Regions from separate parts of the Rattus norvegicus genome. Here region 2 is linked to region 1. The links are chromatin contacts, called in public Hi-C maps. All regions are on one chromosome and are shown on one strand. Each heading gives the region's core, a stretch centred on a gene start, on an enhancer-like site or on the middle of the called end of the contact. The rest is flanking DNA. Distances are from core to core; before and after follow the strand shown. Region 1 holds the start of Gar1 (GAR1 ribonucleoprotein). Region 2 holds the start of Sec24b (SEC24 homolog B, COPII coat complex component).

What was found. Hi-C and Micro-C count contacts between places; a contact is called where the count stands out from the background.
Region 2: a contact with region 1 is called in a Hi-C map of frontal cortex, with 2.7 times the contacts expected there. The contact joins the promoter of Sec24b here to the promoter of Gar1 in region 1. A contact is called at or near these places in 3 of 12 Hi-C or Micro-C datasets (frontal cortex, liver and mammary epithelial cells) and 1 of 1 datasets of contacts at active chromatin or transcription factors (oligodendrocytes).

What each region holds. Positions count from the first base shown.
Region 1 is chr2:221,055,353-221,058,470 of GRCr8, forward strand. It overlaps Gar1 (GAR1 ribonucleoprotein), which reads right to left and starts at 1,397. Exons shown (of 7, transcript NM_001024306.1): 1 at 1,141-1,397; 2 at 671-902. The coding sequence starts at 890. It overlaps LOC134485966 (a long non-coding RNA gene), which reads left to right and starts at 1,462. Exons shown (of 2, transcript XR_010064435.1): 1 at 1,462-1,889; 2 at 2,349-2,559.
Region 2 is chr2:221,305,085-221,308,444 of GRCr8, forward strand. It overlaps Sec24b (SEC24 homolog B, COPII coat complex component), which reads right to left and starts at 1,835. Exons shown (of 24, transcript NM_001106474.1): 1 at 1,581-1,835. The coding sequence starts at 1,680.

The DNA.
Region 1 (3,118 bases), core at 147-2,646:
CACGGTGTGTGCTAACTAGGCTGCATGGTTATGTGGAGTGTGAATTTTGTGATGTCAATGTGACGCAGAGTATTAAAAAGGTTGGACCTATCTCCTACCTTTCCCCTTTTCCTCCTGTCACCTTTTCAAACACAGATCTCAACACCTTATATATATGGCTTACTACACGTCCCCTTGACTTTAGTCATTTTGTTCAGCAAATTCATCCTGCATACAGATCCACCACTTCCCCCTTACGTTTGCTGACTTCCAATCCACCTCTCCCATAATTACTCAAAATTACTTTAGTTGGGCATTTCTTTTCTTTTGCCTTCTCCCAAGCAGGTTTCATTTCCCCTGCTTTTTGGTAACTGAAAACATGAGCTATGGAAGCTAAAAGCTTAGGTTTGTGTTTTAATTATGTCATTAGGGAATCACACTTAATCCTGAATGGTTTTCTGCCCTTTAGAATGCCTAGGTACTCAATATTGTCTAAGTCTCTACTTCTCTGTCCCAATTCAAGTTCACCTCCACGCTGCATTTCCGTTCTCATGATCGGTTCCTTATATGCTATGAAATGACTGTCAGGGAACCCGACTTGCCTTTTGGAGACTTATTATCAAACGTGTGAATAACATAAACCGGACTCTATTCCCATTGCAAAGGAGGTTAAGCTTTGAAGACGACTTACAGACGACTCGTTCTGGAGGCCCTTGATCTTGGAATTTATTGAAGCCTCCACGACCGCCCCCTCGTCCAAATCCTCCTCGGCCGCCGCCCCTGAAATTGCCGCCGCCGCCACCACCGCCGCCGCCCCCTCGGAAGTGGTTGTTGCTGCCGCCGCCACGATTGAAGCCTCCACCTCCACCACCGCGATTAAAGCCTCCGCGACCTCCGCCTCGGAAAGACATGCTCTCTCCGGCCTGGTGAAATAGACGGCCGGCTCCTTCCAGTCAGTGCGGGCTGATCATTTATCTATTTCCCCTCCGCCTCGCTCGAAACACCAAAAAGAGGACAGCAGTGAACGCCGCCCGCCACTCGCCCACATAGCCAGTGGCGAGCGCGGAGAGAGGGGTGTCTTCGTCCCAGCCCCACGGCCCATGCCTCGCCACCCTATCCCAACCCGCTGCTTCCCACAATCTTGCCCTCCGCCGCACTCACCGCGCCACGTGCGTCTCTAGCTCAGCTGGGCGCGCGCGCGGAGCGATACTTCCGGCGCGCTTAAACCTCCTCGGCCACCGTACGGTACAATTTTACCAGACTAGATATTGGAAGGGCTGGTTTGCAGGAAGAGGCTGTCACTACTTAGACGCAACGGTCCTAATGCCTTCCCGAAGAGAGCATACAGCACCGGAAGAGAAACAATAGCACCCAGCGTGACCCCCACCTCACCCGCGCAAGGTCCACCTCGCTAGGGGTGGCGGAAATGATGCAAAATAGCAGCGCCTTCCGTACTCGACGCTTCCGGAAGTGTGGTGCCGCGTTGCCCTTGGAGACAGGGGTGGTTTGGGTTCTTCGGCTCTAATCGCTGGTCAGGCCTTTGGTCGGTGAGGCGTGTTGGGTGCAGTTAGCGCCACTCGCCAGGCTCTGTCACTTCTTGGGTTGCGAGAAGGTCCCGACTTGACTCTGCTCCACGGAGTGTGGCCACTCGAGCCGTGCTCCGCCCAGGGTCCAGTTGCCTTCTCTTTTTATTGCTTTTGTGTCCTGTTATTAATTAGGAAAGGGTGTGTGTTTGTATTTGAGCTGACAGAAAGGCAACCATCTTTTACTATTGTTTGAGTGTATTCATTCGTTCATCAAGTGCGCTTTGAACACCTAGAGAATGTGTTCTATAGATTACACCTCACCTCCTGCCTCCTTAACACTCTCATCTCTGACATCGGTTTCCTTACATCACTAAAACTTCGCTCGTAAGAAGTGACCTCTAGTTCTTAAATTTGGTTGACTTCTTTTGTATCTGTATTGTCTGAAACATCTCTTGGCATTTGACAATACCACTTTTTACTTGAAAGAAAGTAGAGAATGATCCCCGTATCTGAGGGTTATTGTGAATAAATTTTTGAAAGATCTCTGTAAATTAAGAATTCCAGTATGCCATTTACCCTAAACTATAAACTTCTTGAAGAAGTACACACTAGTCCCACATATAAAAAAATTATACAAATGTACTTTAAATATAAATGTAACTGGATATATATATCCAGTCATATATAATATCTAGTAAAATATAACATGCAATTATAAAATATTAAATTATAAGATGTGTAATAATTATTACATATACAATTATACATACATCATATATATGTGTGTATATATGTATATATATATATATACATAAATCAGCACTATCCCTACCTCTATTCTAGGTTTGTGGCAGTCTCTAATCAAACCTGATGGATTTCTCGTGATTCCTGTGAAGTACCTTTGCATTGTCATCAGCTGAGTACAGCCTTTTAACACTGCTACCTTTTTTCATTGTCACTCCAAATCACTCATAAGAATTCAGAAGCTCAAACATCACAGCAGGCAACATCTCCCATTCTGGGCTCCAGACTAAATAAATACCTGTTGACTTAACTTCTTGCGTCTGTGCTGCATTTGGTGATATAGTGAACTTAATAAAATGGCTGTCTTGTACAGTCTCATACTCAGCCCATGCCCACCATAGCCCTGCACTTTCCCTTGGCAGTATGTCTAGAGTCTATGATTAGTAATCAGTGTGTGCACATGCCATCCCTCTGCCCCATCATGCTAGAATTGCTACCTTATTTTCTTTATCTGTCTTGGTCAGACTCTTCCTCTTTCCTGAAATAGCTCTGTTTTACATCCACTAGAACAACCTCATATTCTGACCATGGCAGAATGCTCTAAGTAATTTTACCACGCTGGGGAGATGGCTCAGTGGTTAAGAGCACTCACTGTTCTTCTAGAGGTCCCGAGTTCAAATCTCAGCAATCACATGGTAGCTCACAACCATCTGTAATAGGATCTGATGCCCTCTTCTGGTGTGTCTGAGGACAGCTGCAGTGTACTTATATATGATAAATAAATAAATCTTTAATAATTTTATAATTTCCATGGCTCCTGCATAAAATTTACATGCACACATGAACATGAATGCACACACTATCACAAT
Region 2 (3,360 bases), core at 585-3,084, 250 kb after region 1:
CCCCAGCCCCGGAAAAAAAAAAAAAAAAAGAAAAAAAAAATCAAGGACACCATTCTTGAAACTGCTAAACATGGATTTATAATGTTCTAACCTGGGACCTATCTCTAAATTATGATGTTCTGATTGCTCCCCATACAAAGATGTGCTAAAAACAAAGCCTAGCTAGCATTTACAAGAACCCTACCAAGGTTGGATTCTCAAAACCCACCTGGTAGAAAGAACCAAGTCCCAGAAGTTGTCCTCTGACCTCCATGTGCAAGCAGGGGCTCACTCACTCAAACACATGCACACAAAATTGACAAAGTTGCTCACAAATCACGTTTTCACTTGGACAAGTCTGATACCACCAATGACACTGTTCACATTCAAAAGTTTATACTAAACAATGACTATAAGAAACATGAAATACAAGTAAGGCAGACCTCGGAATCTTAAGACTAAACCATCATTTTTTTTTTATAGTTGTGAATAAAAATTCCACCTGATTCTTGGGGTGTTTCCTGTTTGAAAAGCATTATTATCAATTTTCCAAACTTTGGTTGTAAATTCTGATTAGCACACTGTGTAAACTAGGTCAATGATTTGATGAGTACTGGGTGGTTTTGTTTTTTGACACAGGACAGAGGGATTTTCTTAGCTTTGATTACTTGTGGGAGGGTCATCAGACACACACTCAAGTCTCTAAAGAGGGCCCCTCCCCCAGTACTATTTAGGAACATTCCAGATCTCTAGAGCAGGGGCTAGGCATGTTAGGAAATAACTCCTGCAAGCTCGAAGCCTATAACCTCAGTAGGAAAGCTACATTCATGTTTCCCTACGCGCAGGCCTTGCCTCAAAGCAGGGCCAAGCAACTCTGGCACGTTTTTCTAGATTTTAAAGTGAAGCTGGAGATGAGGGGATCTAAAGGTGTTCGCCTCGATCCCTTTGACACCTGCTACCCCACGAACACTACTACAATCAAACTCCAAAGGCTTGAGCAGCAACCGCGGCGGCAAACCACAACAGATCCCGAGGCCGAAGTGGGTCGGGGTTACAGTTACACTTCTGCAGCAGCATATTTACATCCTTCTCCTACAAACTTAAGTGCAAACTAAGTTCCCTTCCAGGCAGCGAGCTCGCGGGCCTTAAAAAAAAAAAATCAAAGCTACGTTCCTGGGGCCGGAAGGATGCGATCCACCAAGTACCAAGGCTGCTCCATGCCCTCCACAGACCACGCACTCTGCGGCCCCGGCGTCCTGTGAGCTCTCGGCGGTGAAAGGGTCGCCCGGGGCAACCAGCCGGCGCCTAGGTCGGAGCTGACTGTCCTGCGGGCCGCCGACCCCTACGCCACGGCCTCGGTCCACGCGGAATGGCAGGCCTGGATGGCAGACCGCCGACAGCCCCGCCCGGCCGTCCTCTCGGCCGCTCCCCTCGCCGCACCGCGGCCTCCATGTTTCACCGCGGCCTCGGGGCCCCACCGCGGCCTCCCGGGCCCGGCCCTGCCCGTCCCGAGCCAAGACGCAGGCCGCCCGCCCGCCCGCCCTCACCCTCACCCTCCCGCCTGCCTAGGCCCCGCGCCGCACCCCGGCCTCTCGCCTCACCATTCTGCTGCGGCGGCGCCAGGCCAGAGACTGCTCCGCCGAGCTTGGGCGGCATCCGGGCGCCGGCGGCCGGGTGAGGGGACCCGGCGGGGGCCGACATGACGGCGCGGCTGTCGGCGGCGGCGGCTCCTCCGCGGCGGGAGATGGGCGGAGGGAAGGAAGGCGGGGCCGCGGAGGAAGAGGAAGAGGAAGGAACGCGCCCGCGTCACAGGCCGAGTCACTCTCACTAAGGACCGCGGCCCGGGCACCCACGCTCGGCCACGCCACCGCAAGCGCGCGGACCCCGGCCCAGCCCTCCGGCGCCAGCGCCCCCTGCAGGCCGGAGCTGGCGACCACCTCCCCGCACAGGCCAGGCTGCGGCGCCGCGGAAGGGGAAGGCGCGGGCTCCTGTGGCCGCCGCTACCCGGATGGAGCCTGCGCCCTGCAGGGCTGCAGAACGGTGAAAAGCTGCGGGCTGAGGTCCCAAGTCCTGGGTCACGCCAGTCCCAGCTCATCCACGTACTCTTCCTCGAAGAGGAAGCCTGGTTTTGGATTTGTTACTTTTCCGTGTACGCTCCCCCCAACTTAATTCCAAATTAACAGTGCAATCAAGCCAAATGTTTATTGGAAATGTGTAATTCCCAAGCAAAGAGAAAACATTTCTCTATGACAGATTCTCACTAACAATGGTAATAGAGTCAAAACTTTAACCAGTGTCTTTAAACACTAGGAGAAAGACGAATACCTAATACAAGGAGAGCTTGAAGACAAACTTTACATTTTCCCCCACCCGCCAAGGGTTGGCTCCGCCCATTGGTGTTTAGGAAGCTGTGGCATTCAGAAGACAGGTCAACTTGCTTTGACTAGTGTAATCTTTGAAGCAACCTCCCTGGTCCATTCAGCATGCTGACTAGCAGGCAAGGACTGCATTATCCAAGTCATTTGGACATCTTGGTCCCAAGTAGGTCACGGTCACACAGTAGTGGGTGTGCAACTGCTCAGAAACGTTTGGATTCAGAATGAGATCTAGTAAGATGACATTTCCGGAGCGGTGGAATCCTATTTACTGGAAGGTTATGCAAACCTTAAAGCTTCGTAGTTCTAGAGCACAAAGCCTTCCTTAAATAGTTGCCGTGAATTAATGACGGATGCCCTATTGAACCACACTAAAAATAAACTTTTAGTGTCTGGAGTCACACTTTGGAGTTCTGAGATTTCTCCCTCCCTGCCTCCCTGCCTCCCTGCCACCCTGCCTCCCTGCCTCCCTGCCTCCCTGCCACCCTGCCTCCCTGCCTCCCTGCCTCCCTGCCTCCCTGCCTCCCTGCCTCCCTGCCTCCCTGCCTTCCCCCTCCCCCCTCTCATATATATATATATATGGAGAGAGAGAGTAGTCATATATATATACATAATATATATATATATATATATATGGCATTGTTCAGTTTCTTCAAAGACACTCAACCTTCCTGAGCAAAAGATCACACCCTCACTTCATCAAGGAGGTCATAGTTCAAGCTCCAGCCCTTGCCAGGAGTCCTTTGAATTTGCATTAAGGATGACACCATGCCAGCAAGGGAATAATAGGCAATTGGCTTGCTGCCTCTGGAATGTGTTCTTGATGTTAGCTTATTTTAATCAGGTGTATGGATATGCTGTCTCTTGGGGGAAAATTCCTCACACAGACAGATATTGCATTTTCATAGATCTCCATAAAGTAGTCATTCCAAAATTATTTACTTACTTTTGTTTGCGGATTGTGTTGGTTCCAAAGGAAACGCCAGTACCCCAAATTCCAAAAGGC